3 separate regions of the Zea mays genome follow, and all the other regions are linked to region 2. Evidence: chromatin contacts called from public Hi-C data. All regions are on one chromosome and are shown on one strand. The core of a region is the stretch at or near the end of the contact, and the rest is flanking DNA. Distances in the headings are between cores, read along the strand shown.

The links. Hi-C and Micro-C count contacts between places; a contact is called where the count stands out from the background.
Region 1: a Hi-C map of ear shows a contact between it and region 2, with 2.7 times the contacts expected there. The contact joins two enhancer-like sites. A contact is called at or near these places in 2 of 25 Hi-C or Micro-C datasets (ear and tassel).
Region 3: a Hi-C map of tassel shows a contact between it and region 2, with 3 times the contacts expected there. The contact joins the promoter of LOC103654422 here to the enhancer-like site in region 2. A contact is called at or near these places in 2 of 25 Hi-C or Micro-C datasets (ear and tassel).

What each region holds. Positions count from the first base shown.
Region 1 is chr4:200,397,860-200,402,717 of Zm-B73-REFERENCE-NAM-5.0, forward strand. It overlaps the pseudogene LOC109945909. Among protein-coding and RNA genes, the nearest start is that of LOC103654423, 23 kb to the right of the region's middle. Within about 2 kb of position 1,377, at least 16 of the 20 cell types and tissues checked have an H3K27ac peak or open chromatin away from gene starts, as enhancers often do. A contact at or near this core is called in ear and tassel, where this site is marked.
Region 2 is chr4:200,157,730-200,162,127 of Zm-B73-REFERENCE-NAM-5.0, forward strand. LOC103654420 (probable E3 ubiquitin-protein ligase ARI8) reads left to right here. Exons shown (of 15, transcript NM_001328366.1): 11 at 333-380; 12 at 726-797; 13 at 888-981; 14 at 1,075-1,228; 15 at 1,499-1,945. The coding sequence ends at 1,754. Among protein-coding and RNA genes, the nearest start is that of LOC103654420, 17 kb to the left of the region's middle. Within about 2 kb of position 2,467, at least 6 of the 20 cell types and tissues checked have an H3K27ac peak or open chromatin away from gene starts, as enhancers often do. A contact at or near this core is called in ear and tassel, where this site is marked.
Region 3 is chr4:200,362,907-200,367,152 of Zm-B73-REFERENCE-NAM-5.0, forward strand. LOC103654422 (probable RNA methyltransferase At5g51130) reads left to right here and starts at 2,140. Exons shown (of 8, transcript XM_008681255.3): 1 at 2,140-2,529; 2 at 2,948-3,062; 3 at 3,222-3,269; 4 at 3,380-3,617; 5 at 3,732-3,819; 6 at 3,917-3,982. The coding sequence starts at 2,347.

The sequences.
Region 1 (4,858 bases), core at 127-2,626, 240 kb after region 2:
CCGCTTATCTCTGCATGATGTGTGTAATAAGTCTATGAACAATGTAATTTCGAATGAATCGTATATTTGGCATTCACGACTTTGTCACATCAATTTTGGTTGTGTATCGCGGTTAGCAAATTTAAATTTAATCCCGAAATTTGATTTAGTCAAAGGTTCTAAGTGTCAGGTGTGCGTGCAATCTAAGCAACTTCACAAGCCTCATAAGGCTATGGAGGCGAGGAACTTGGCACCACTAGACTTGATACATTCTGATTTATGTGAGATGAACGGAATATTGACTAAGGGAGGCAAATGATATTTTATTACTTTTATCGATGATTCTACTAGATTTTATTATGTGTATCTACTAAAGTCAAAAGACGAAGCTTTGCATTATTTGAAGACCTACAAAGCTGAAGTGGAAAATCAACTCGAGAGAAAAACTAAACGGTTAAGGTCTGATCGTGGTGGAGAATATTTTTCAGGTGATTTTTCTGATTTTTGTGTGGAACATGGTATTATTCATGAGTGGACACCGCCATACTCACCACAATCCAATGGGGTTGTTGAGAGAAAGAACCGTACTCTAACTGATTTGGTTAACGCCATGTTAGAGACTTCAAAACTATCTACAGAATGGTGGGGTGAGACGATCTTGACGGCATGCCATATCCTGAATAAAGTTCCCACAAAGAACAAAAAAATCACACCATTCGAGGAATGGGAAAAGAGAAAATTAAATATCTCCTATTTGCACACCTGGGGTTGTTTGGCTAAAGTGAATGTGCCAATTAACAAGAAGCGCAAATTAGGACCGAAAACTGTTGACTGTGTTTTCCTTAGGTATGATTTTCACAACATTGTATATAGGTTCTTAATTATAAGATCTGGAGTACCTGATATGTTGGTAGGTACTATTATGGAGTCCACATATGCTCCACTACGATTCCAGACTCCGGTGAGCTCTTTCTTGGACTCCTGCCGCCCAACCCACCTGGTGAAGATATGAATCCCATGAGGCGAGCAACGGTGATCACCCCCACCAACCTGCAGTTGAAGATCCCAACACTGGAACATCGTGATCATGTCTACGGCGGTGACGCGGAATCACAACAACGAGCTCCCTCACGATCAGACTCCGTGGAGATAGCCGAGGGGAGGATGCGAGCTCAGTTTATAGTCGGGAAGCGAGAGCTCCCCCGCAATGGCCAGCGTGCGATGCGTATGGAGGGCGCAACAACCAACGATGGCATCGGTGTTTGGGTTTGTTAGCTGGTGTGGGCACGTGGATTTGTGGAGATTTCTGTTATGAGGGAGACACCCCTGGTTGGCGGGACCCACGATGTAGTGAAGCTATGGCAAGTGCTGGAGCGGCTGCGGCTGATGAGCGGGGTCCACATGGCGACGACTAGGCGAAAGCGGATGCGCACGATACACTGGCTGACACCGCGGGCAGGAGGTGGGCTGGCCAAGGGAGGATTCCACCCATGTTTTGTAAGCTGGTTTTTTCTTTTTTTTCCCTTTCATTTTGTTTTAGTTTTCTATTTCTATGCTCAAATTTGAATTGTTGATCAAACTAAATGCACAAACAAAATATTATGTTTTCTAAAGGTACATTATTACCTATCTAATTTAGGAAAAGTTAATACAAAATCTTTATCAAGAGTGTCTTTCACTCATAAAAGAATATTTATATTTCTTGAAGAGGATGACCTAATCTAATAAATCGAACCACTTTCTACTATTTGTTTCTTGAAGCTTACCAAGTAAATATTTGTTTCTAAAAAGATCACGCTAATCCCTAAATCAGGATTTTGGGTGTTACACTTCGCCATCAAAAGGGCATCGGTTTGAGCTAGTTGCCACAGATTATTTCACCAAGTGGGCGAAAGCCATTGCTTTGAAAAAGATGACACATAGGGAAGTAATTGAGTTTATAACTGAGCACATTATTCATAGATTTGACATTCCCTAGACTTTAACTATAGACCAGGTGACTTCTTTCATGTCAAAAGAGGTACGTGAGTTTGTTGAATCATATAAGATTAAGTTGCTCAATTCGTCTCCATACTATACTCAGGCCAATGGTCAGGCCGAGTCAAGTAATAGGACACTAATTAGCCTTATTAAAAAGGAGATATCTGATCATCCCAGGAATTTGCACAAGGTTTTGTTTGAGGCTTTATGGGCTCATAGAATATCTAAATACTTGGCTACTAAAGTGTCTCCTTTTCAGCTTATTTATGGGCAGGAAGTTGTTTTGCTTGTAGAGGTATGCCTAAATGCTATCAGGTTCACTAAGTAAAATGATCTAACTATCAGTGATTATCATGATTTGATAAAGGACAATATCGATGAGGTGACCGACAAGAAGATGATGGCTCTAAATAAGTTCGAGAAAGACAAGATCATGGTTGCTAAGGCCTACAACAAGGAGGTGCTAAATCATTTCAAGTTGGAGATCTAGTTTGGGAGACAGTCTTGCCACTAAGGAGCAGGGACCAGAAGCTTGGCAAATGGTCACCAAGCTAGTAAGGGTCTTATAGAGTGACACAGGTAATCTTTGGTATGCATACGTGCTGCAGACCTTGCAGGGTGATGAGTTACCTAAGGCACTGAATGGTTGTTTTTTAAACTATATCATCACAGTGTTTGGCAAGATGCTTAGAAAACGAATGTTCTCACATCGAGATGATAACAGCCTGTACCAGGTGCTTTTAGTTTGCTTGGCTTCCCCAAAAGTCAGGGAGGGCATGCATTGAGCACCATGTGCGGCACCTAGGAAGGCCGCATGGTCCGGCCATGGGGCCCGGACTGTCCGCGGGCTAGTCCGGACTGTCCGCGTTTAGATCAGATCGGGCGAGATATATCCCTTCTTCGTGCGTGTTCATCAACTAAATATGTGGAGTTTGTTGGGAGACACCTAGAGCGAGTCCATACCTCCTGAAAGGGAATTAGGCTTACACCTAGTTCCTAAATAATTTTGGTGGTTGAATTGCCCAACACAAATCTTTGGACTAACTAGTTTGCCAAAGTGTATAGATTATACAGGTGTAAAAGGTTCACACTCAGCCAATAAAAAGACCAAGTTTTGGATTCAATAAAGGAGCAAAGGGGCAACCGAAGGCACCCCTGGTCTGGCGCACCGGACTGTCCGGTGTGCCACCGGACAGTGAACAGTACCTGTCCGGTGCACCAGGGGTCTCAGACTCCAACTCTTCACCTTCGGGAATTCCAGGGGCGACTCGGCTAAAATTCACCGGACTGTCCGGTGTACACCGGACAGTGTCCGATGCGCCAAAGGAGGTCGGCCTCAGGAACTCGCCAGCTTCGGGAAAAGCCAACGGCTCGTCCGCTATAATTCACCGGACTGTCCGGTGTGCACCGGACTGTCCGGTGCAACTCCGGGACAACGGTCGTCTCCGCGCCAACGGCTCTCTGCCGCGCATTGAATGCGTCGTCTGCGCGCGCAGAAGTCAGAATCGCCCATGCTGGCTCACCGGACATCAAACAGTACATGTCCGGTGTGCACCGGACACCCAGGCGGGCCCACATGTCAGGAGCTCCAACGGCTAGAATCCAACGGCAGTAATGACGTGGCAGGGGGCACCGGACTGTCCGGTGTGCACCGGACTGTCCGGTGCGCCATCGAACAGACAGCTCCACCAACGGCCACATTTGGTGGTTGGGGCTATAAATACCCCAACCACCCCACCATTCATTGTATCCAAGTTTTCCACTTCTCAACTACTACAAGAGCTCTAGCATTCAATTCTAGACACACCAAAGAGATCAAATCCTCTCCAATTCCACACAAAACCCTAGTGACTAGTGAGAGTGATTTGCCGTGTTCATTTGAGCTCTTGCGCTTGGATTGCTTCTTTTCTTTCTCACTTGTTCTTGAGATCACAACTCCATTGTAATCAAGGCAAGAGGCACCAATTGTGTGGTGGCCCTTGCGGGGAAGTTTTGTTCCCGGCTTTGATTTGAGAAGAGAAGCTCACTCGGTCCGAGGGACCGTTTGAGAGAGGGAAGGGTTGAAAGAGACCCGGCCTTTGTGGCCTCCTCAACGGGGAGTAGGTTTGCAAGAACCGAACCTCGGTAAAACAAATCTCCGTGTCTCACTTGCTTATTCGCTTGGGATTTGTTTTGCGCTCTCTCTCTCGGACTCATTTATATTTCTAACGCTAACCCGGCTTGTAGTTGTGTTTATATTTGTAAATTTCAGTTTCGCCCTATTCACCCCCCCCTCTAGGCGACTATCAATTGGTATCAGAGGCCGGTGCTTCATTAGAGCCTAACCGCTCGAAGTGATGTCGGGAGATCACGCCAAGAAGGAGATGGAGACTGGCGAAAAGCCCACTACAAGCCAAGGGAGCACTTCATCGGAAGAGTCCCGCACCAAAAGGAGGGAGAAGAAGAAGAGCTCCTCCAACAAAGGGAAGGAGAAGAAATCCTCTTCTCATCATAAAGAGAAGAAGGAAAAATCTTCTTCCCACAAGCCGCATCGGAAAGGCGACAAGCACAAGAGGATGAGGAAGGTGGTCTACTACGAGACCGACACTTCATCAACATCGACCTCCGACTCTGATGCGCCCTCCGTCACTTCTAAGCGCCAAGAGCGCAAGAAGTATAGTAAGATTCCCCTACGCTACCCTCGCATTTCCAAACATACACCTTTACTTTCCGTCCCACTAGGCAAACCACCAACTTTTGATGGTGAAGATTACGCTAGGTGGAGCGATTTAATGCGATTTCATCTAATCTCGCTCCACAAAAGTATATGGGATGTTGTTGAGTTTGCTGCACAGGTACCGTCGGTAGGGGATGAGAACTATGATGAGGATGAGGTGGCCCAAATCGAGCACTTCAACTC
Region 2 (4,398 bases), core at 1,217-3,716:
CATAAGCAGAGTAATGTCTTTGCCAAATACGTTTTTTCATGAACTGTATACTGTCTAGGTGACTGGGTCTAGCTTTATTTTTAGGTTGTCCAAGGCTTTGTTTCATGATTATTTCCTTAGACAAAAAATAATCGTGTTGCGTTTTGTACGTGCATTATCTGATTATTTTCTGGCTACCAATAAGATTATAGGCAGTCAACAATATTTTTTTTTCCTGATGTTCTTGATCTACTGTGCATTTTTATGCTGAACATTCAGATACTTTCATTTCATAATGAATATTTTGAACTGTCAACTGTAATTTCTATTCTCATGTTTGCCTTTATCGACAGTCGAGGCAGAAGGCCCAAGCAGATCTGCTAAAAGCGGAAAAGGACCAGGTGAGAAAATAAATCATGTTATGGGCCTTAAGGCTGTGCTCGGCAGAGCATGCATATGACTGTGCAAAGCGCTGTATTGCACTGTAGGCTGCACTGTTTATAGAGTGGAGTTTGAATTAGGGAGTGACTGAGTGAGATAGGTGGTGGAATAGGAAGTCTGTTTGAGATAGCCTAAGGGCTCTCACAGCATGCCATGTAGAAGTTTCTCTGCTTGTTATTCTTTTCTGTATTATTAGTTGGTTTCTAATATTCATCCGTGCTAGACTATAATTAAGTCTTGTTCGCCCTAACTTTTCTTCCATGATGGACCAACTATAATGCACTTTCCTTGTTCCTCTGCCACAGATTGCAAATTTAACTGACATTTTCGGGATACCAGAGACCCAGCTTAAGTTCATAATCGAAGCTTGGTCACAGGTCTGTCATCTTAGATTTACATGATGTAATGGGTTTTATAATTGACATTTTTCTTATATCTGATGCTTTCACCACCCTATTGTACATCAGATTATAGAATGCAGGCGAGTGTTGAAATGGACATATGCTTATGGCTACTATCTGGATGATAAGATCAAGAGTGAATTTTTTGAGTATCTGCAAGGTTGTTATTTCTATTTCATGTTGACATTATTACACGGGTTTATCATTGCTTGTGGGAACTCTTGGAACATCATTGATTCTAAGTATTTGATAGGTGAGGCTGAGTCTGGTTTGGAACGCCTGCATCAGTGCGCTGAGAAAGACTTGCAAATTTTTTTGCCGTCTGTGAAATCTGACAGCACTGAAACAACGACACCTACAGTGGCTGAATTTGGTGAATTCCGCGTGAAGCTTGCTGGACTTACAAGGTAGTAAATTCACCATGCCGTCCGCCTTTGTGTTGCATATGACTACTACCTCTGATCTCTAAAGCATGATGTTTTGACAAAACAAATAGGCAGAAAACTGTTGATTTAGTATCTGAAACATCATTTAGTATGATACCCTCCATAATTCCAGTTTCGCCCTTTTATTTGATTGTTTTTTGGACCCTACATCATAGAAAGGCGTAGCGTCCAGGCGTCTTCCTTCATTATTACCTTAATTTTTACTAGTGTACTAAGCTTTGTTTACTGCAGCGTGACTCGGAATTACTTTGAGAACCTTGTTCAAGCTTTGGAAGCTGGGTTGGAGGATGTCCGTGCCACAGGCCAGGCTGCTGGTACATCCAGCACTGCCACCAGCTCCAAGAAAGGAGGAACTAAATCCAAGAAGAAGCAGCACACTGCACCATCATCTGACCACACTGATGATGGGTGGCCCTGCGAGCGCTGCACATTTCTTAACCCTCCTACAGTGGATGCATGCAGCGTCTGCGAAAAGAGTAGGTACTAGATGATGGAATAGCTCAAAGGGAGCCAGGGAGGCATCCCAAGAAAACCTCAAAGCTCGTGAGAAGCATGCATGCATCGGATGCTGAGAAGAAGAGCTTCCAGCTGCCGCAATGTTGTACAGAGAGTTATTTTAGGGCCTCGGTTGGAAACGGTGTGGAGGCTCAAGTGGTCACATGTTTGTGGGGGTCATTTGGTTTTCTAGTTCTTTTCTGTTGTTCCTTGTAAATATATTTGTTGTGATGTGGTGACCTGTGTTTATGTGATGAGTTTTTGTTTCTGACAAACTGTGAAATTAAACTTTAACAAAACTGATGAGAGGTAGCTCTGTTTATTCCCTCCTAATTGCGGGCAGGGTCTTTGTCTATTCTTCCACATTATTTATCTACGGTTACTTGCCAAGTAACCATCTGCTAGTGCTGGTCAATGTTACTTCAAAGCCGATCATCGCGTGATCTGTTTTCCCATATAGATAGAATTGTTGAGCATAGTTAGGGTTTCGGGGCTAGTCCCTGTATAATTATTTGTATATCCTCAGCGTAATGAGCTTGGCTATTCAGCCTATATATATGCACAGGGTTAGGGTTTTCCCTTCAACTTGGTACTAGAGCTAGATTTTCTCTTTTTTTTCTTCTCCCTGCCCACCACCAGCCTCTGTCCCTAGTTAGGTCCCTGCCCAGTGGTTGTGCTTCGGTGGCCGCGCTCCTTCCCCTGCAGGTCGTGTCGCACCCTGATGGCCGTGTCCCTCCCCCTGCAGGCTGCCTCGGCGGCTACGCCCCTCATCGGCCGCGCCCCCATCCGGGTCCCGTCCGTCGCCGTCCCCACCTCACTGTCGTGGCCATAGCGACCGATGTCGCTGTTGGCAAGACGCGGCCGCCTTTGCCTTCAACTCCGGCATCGACGCTTGCGCAGACCACCACCTCCCCACGGACGACCATGACACAACTCTCCACTTCTCCACGGTGGTCGTCAGTCTTTAGGCCGTCGTTGGCATCTTCCCCTCTGTGCTGGGTTCTCCCATCGCCGTGGGCACGTCCCTGCAGCACGCGGGTGCGGTCCCCACCCACACCGCCCCTGCTCCCATCGAGCTTGTTGGGGATGGGACCTCTCACATCTCCGGCATTGGGCCCCATCCCGCCATCCTCCTTGCTGCCCTCACTGCGCAGCAACATCAGCAGCACACCTGGTGTCCCCCTCGTTGTTCCTGCAGCAGCCACCCTTCCCAGCGGCGTGACCGCACCCACCGGGGTCTCACCATCCTCCGCCTCTCTAGCTTCGCCTTTGGCGACTCCTTCCATTGTGGCTCCCATCCTAGGTACCGTTCTTGTGCGCGTCCTCCTCCACAACATACACTTGTCTGGGGCACCCTCGCGGATTTTGATCATGCCATGGGCCTTGTCCTTCATGATTGCGTCGAGCTTCACCCACATGCAGGCCACCTCGTGCCTGGACCACTTGTTTTCCCCGAGCTGTGATTGCCTCCTTAGAGATCGAGACATTGGTGTCTTCCTCCCCTACCTAGGCCTTTGTCGGAGCTCCTCCCCTGGCTCTTTCCACGCACCCCGTGGCTTCACTACCCTCTCCCACCGACTGGGTGGTCGACTCCGAAGCCTCCTTCCATACCACTCCCATCACTAGCTCGTTATCCCACTTCCACCCACCACATCCCTCACATCCTCCCTCTATCGTTGTGGGCAACAGTTCCATTCTCCCGGCCACCTCAGTAGGTGTATCAGTTCTTTCGGGGCCATTCCACCTTAACGACATCCTTGTTACTCCCAGTCTCACTCATCCCTCCTCTCGGTTCGTCGCTTCAATAGTGATAACCACTGTTCGATGGAGTTCGATCCCTGGGGGCTAACCATACGCTACCTTCCCTCACTTGTCATGCTCGCTCGCTGTGACAACTCCGACCCTCTCTACTCTCTTCACTTGCCCTCCACTACCTTACCAGCATAGCCTCCCCCATGCTCTTGCTACTACCACCACCTCCGCCGTTTGGCATCATCGTCTCGGGCACCCTGGACCTGACGTGATGTCTCAGCTTTCTAGCTGCTCAGATATCTCCTATCACTAGGGCTCCTCTGAATCCTCTATCATGCCTGTCATCTCATCCGTCACTCTCATCTTCCCTTTTCCACCTCCACGTCCAGGGCTGCTCAGACCTCCGACCTTGTCCATTATGATCTCTAGACCTCCTCCTGTCCTCAGCCTCTCTGGTTACAAATACTATCTGGTCATTCTGGACGACTTCTCTCATTTTTTGGACTTTCCCACTTTGATTGAAGTATGATACGTTTAGCACCCTCACTTCTTCGCCTGGGTCTCCACCTAGTTTCGCCGCCCGTTCCATGCCCTCCAGTGTGATAATGGCCACGAGTTCGACAACAACACATCTTGCTCTTTCTTCCTCACCCACGGCGTCCAGTTGCGTATCTCGTGCCCCTACACCCTTCCCCAGAATGGCCGGGCCAAACGCATCATTCGCACCACCACCAATATGATCACTGCCTCTTATTTCAGGCGTCTCTCCCTGCCAGCTACTGGGCGGAGGCCCTGAACACCAGCACCCATCTCCCCAATCGCCTCCCCTCCCTTCGAAGGAGGTGAGCCATCCCACTCCCCACTTTGCCATGTATGGCACAACC
Region 3 (4,246 bases), core at 890-3,389, 200 kb after region 2:
AAATCCGGAGTGCTAGGGATCAGTTTTTCACGCCCCATCTCGATTCATTAGCGACGGCGGTTGCCCGATAGCGCGCGCGACGGTGGACCCCCGACCAGTGGCTGCGGTGGCCGTGGCTCCCCGACCTCGACATGCGGTGGTGGCGGTTCCTCGATCCGAATTAGAGGCGGTGGTTCCCAGGCCGGCGGCGGCGGCTCCCGATCCAGAGGGCGAGCGACGGCAGTGCCCTTGTGTGGGCAAGCGGCGACGTCCCCGGGGCCCTGAGGCGGCGACACTTTCAAGGCCGGCGAGCAAGCGACACCCCTTGATGTGCGAGTAGCGACGGCGACACACGAGGCACGAGGTTCGAGCGACGTCACAGAAGGTGCGAAGTGCGCGCAGCGACGATCGCGCATGACATCCTCCGATCCGGCGCAGTACGGGCGACCCGAATGACGACATACATCTGTGCATATGTTGTCGACGACGTCCTCCGACGACTACCTCCTCCGATTTGTGTTTTCTTTTCGATTATTGTGTTTTATACCTACCACATGTATTATTTACGCTAAAAACTGTATGATTTTATGCTTAAACACGAAGTTCGTATATCAGTTTGCCGCATGCATATTTTTTGTATGCACATTGGAAAGGCAATTCCTTGATTTATGTTGTTCGTAATTTGCGCGCATGCAATGGAAACTCCCACGATTTTGCCATAATTTTTGGATCTGTATAAAAATAGAAATCGCATGCATGCGGCTGCCATGTTTTTCGGATCTATCATAAAAATAGGATCGTAATAACAACCTACTATAGCTATCAACCTCTCACATTGACTCGCTATTTACGCTTATAATTGAGCGACATTATGCTCAAAACTTAAGGTTTTTACGCTCCACCCAGAGATGCGTCCACCAATGAACAACATGCCAGATTTTTTACGCAGTGTAACAAATTGCATAAATACCTATATCGTGTAGTATAATTTGTATCAGTTTATATCATAAACCAGTTCTAATGCGTTTAGCTGCATGGCTGTTGGAGGGATCCTATATTTACAGAGGAAATAAACCATTAAATGTGATTTTTGGTTTCTATGCATGCAATTCATTTTCTTTCATTGCATATTCTTTCCATCATAAATTCATGTGCATGCAGTTGGTAACCGTTTTTTACGCAGTATACCGAATTGCATAATTTTCTACACAGTGTAGCATATTTAGTATCAGTATATATCATAAAATGGTCATTACGAGTCTAGCTGCATAACTGTTGCAGCGATCCTAAATTTATAGATGAAATAAAACATTTAAAATAGAAACCGTCACACATATCTTTCCTAAATTTACGCGCATGCAAGGGAACATGTTTAACTCATGCATGCATTTTGCCATAATTTTTGGATCTGTATAACCGCATGCATGCGACTGCCATATTTTCGAATCTGCCATAAAAATAGGATCGTAATAACAACCTACTAGAGCTATCAAACTCTTACATTGGCTCGGTATTTATGCTTATAATTGAGGGATTTTATGCTCAAAACTTAAGGTTATTACGCTCCAACCCGGAGATGCGTCCACCAGTGAGCAACATGCCAGATTTTTTACGCAATGTAACGAATTGCATAAATACCTACACCATGTAGTATAATTTGTATCAGTATATATCATAAACTAGATCTAATGTGTTTAGCTGTATGGCTGTTGGAGAGATCTTATATTTATGAAGGAAATAAAACATTAAATACATTTTTTGTTTCTATGCGTGCAATTCATTTCCTTTCATTGCACATTATTTTCATCATAAATTCGTGTGCATGCAGTTGATAACGGATTTTTACGCAGTATACCGAATTGCATATTTATCTACACAGGGTAGAATATTTAGTAGCAGTATATATCATAAAATGGTCCTTACGAGTCTAGTTGCATGGCTGTTGCAGTGATCCTAAATTTATGGAGAAAATAAAACATTTAAAAATAGAAACCGTTACACATATTTTTCCTAAATTTACGCGCATGCAAGGGAATATGTTTAACTCATGCATACATTCTTTTTTTGCGTGCACAAACGTGGGCAAGAGTGATACAACCGACAGTCTGGCGCAGTCGGTGCGCTGAGTTGAAGTAGGTTACAGGGGTGATCGGCTTATGAAGGACGTGAGTGCATGACGGGTTTGACACAACCCAAACGTGGCCCTTTCTCAACCCGGCGCCGCAAGGGAAAACCCTCGCGCCGCTTCGCTCGTTTCAATTCCAAAAAAAAAGGAAAACCCTTTGCAGTCGGGGAACTCTCGCATTCCACTATTCCAGTCATCGAGAGCGCGGCTGCGGCGGCGAGGGAAACATCCTTTCTCGCATCATGGCCACCTCTACGGAGCCGGAGGGCGCGCCGCCCGCGGCTAAGGGGCCTAAAGGAGAGGCCAACACGAAGGGGAGCAACGAACATAGAGAGGTCGGCGCAGGCAGCGGCGGCGGCTCGCAGAAGCGGAAGAGGAAGGAGGTCTTCATCTACGGCAACTACAGGAACTACTATGGCTACCGGGTGAGCGCGACTGCCTCTATTTCTGCGCCCCCCCTCTGGAACTGATGTTGAGTGTTCACGCGTGATCGCTACCTGTTCGACGATATGCCTCGCAGTAGGTTCAGGTGTACGTGGGGTTTGAGTATTTCGGTTCAATCGGTTGGTCTGGAGTGACCCATGACACGGATATAGCTAAACTTGCATACCTAGCTGCGTGGCTAGGTGATGTTCCGCGGGGAGGAAAGCACTGGTACTAGCCTGTGGCCTGCGTGTTGCTGGCTGGACTAGTGGGCAGGGATGGAGTAGATGGGCTCTTACATGTAGCTCCTTACCTCGGATTCTCCAATATTTATTCCGTATAGCATGCCTAGTGCTGTTAGAGTGGGAGGGGAACTTAACATTTTCCAGCTGATAAATTATAACTTTAACAATTCTACAGATTGATCGCAATGTTGGTGAAGATCCTCGCCTTGAGGCGTTCAAGAAACAGTGGTTTGAAAAGAAGGATTGTCTCGATATTGGATGCAACCAGGGTTTGGTAACGATTGGCTTAGGTAACCTTTTGATTTTCCGGATAAACTCTTGACCTATTAGCTAAATTCTTATATATAGCATGCTCATAGGTGCTATGTAGTTCTTGTATATAAATGTCTCAATCCCAAGATGAGGTCATGAGGTTTCTCACTTTTGTTTTCTTGATTGATCTTGTGCAGCCATGAAATTTAAATGTCAAAGCATTCTTGGCGTTGATATTGATTCAGGTTTTTAATCCAATCCCACCTTAATAAACTCATGTTGTGGTTGATTCTCTTCTCATGCTATGTGGTTGAATATTACTTGAATCGAATTCATATTTATCTTTCCCTGTTAGGTTTAATTGAGACTGCTAAGTGGAATCTGCGAAGGATAATGCGGCAGGATAAGGTGGCTACAAACAACGTCAAAGCTCAGAAATCATCGGATTCTCCTCAGAGCTCTCCAGAAGAATTGGCATCTGAGTTATCGAATGGGAACAAGCACCAAGATCTTTTTAAAATTGTCTCTTTTCGACGTGAAAATTTTGTAGCGAGTATGGATGGATGTTCAGAACAGTATGACACCATACTATGGTAAGTTACAGATTAAGGATAGATATCTCTCAAGAATTGAAGTCTTCTTTGTACTGTTCATTCCCAGAGTGCCACTAGTTTTTTTTTTTATTTTTTTAATATGTTCTAATGTAGTTTGAGTGTGACAAAATGGATCCACCTGAACTGGGGCGACGATGGCCTAGTTACGTTATTTGTGAAGATCTGGAGGCTTCTAAGACCGGTACGGTATCTATGCCTCTCTGTTTGCTGGTCTTTTATAAATTGCACATAGACGGTAAGAGGAAAATTACATATTTTCACTATCTGTAATTTTGCAGGGAGGTGTTTTTATCATGGAGCCTCAACCATGGAGTTCATACAAGAGAAACAGATTAGTTTCAGAGGTTGGTTCTATTTATTCAGATTAATACTAGCTAAAAGCTAACCCTTCTTGATGTTTTCCTTTATGCTGCATTGAAACGTGTAATATTAGTTTTTGTTAGAAGGAAGTTGTTTGTGAAAACTGAAAAGCTTGCTGCACTTCCATTATTTAGGCTAGAGGCAACTCTTGAAAAGCCTTCGTTATTATCTGATGCACTCCTGATCCTAAGGTTAAGTGAACATACCATAAATGATCAAAATCCTCCACAAACTTAATACAAATGCTC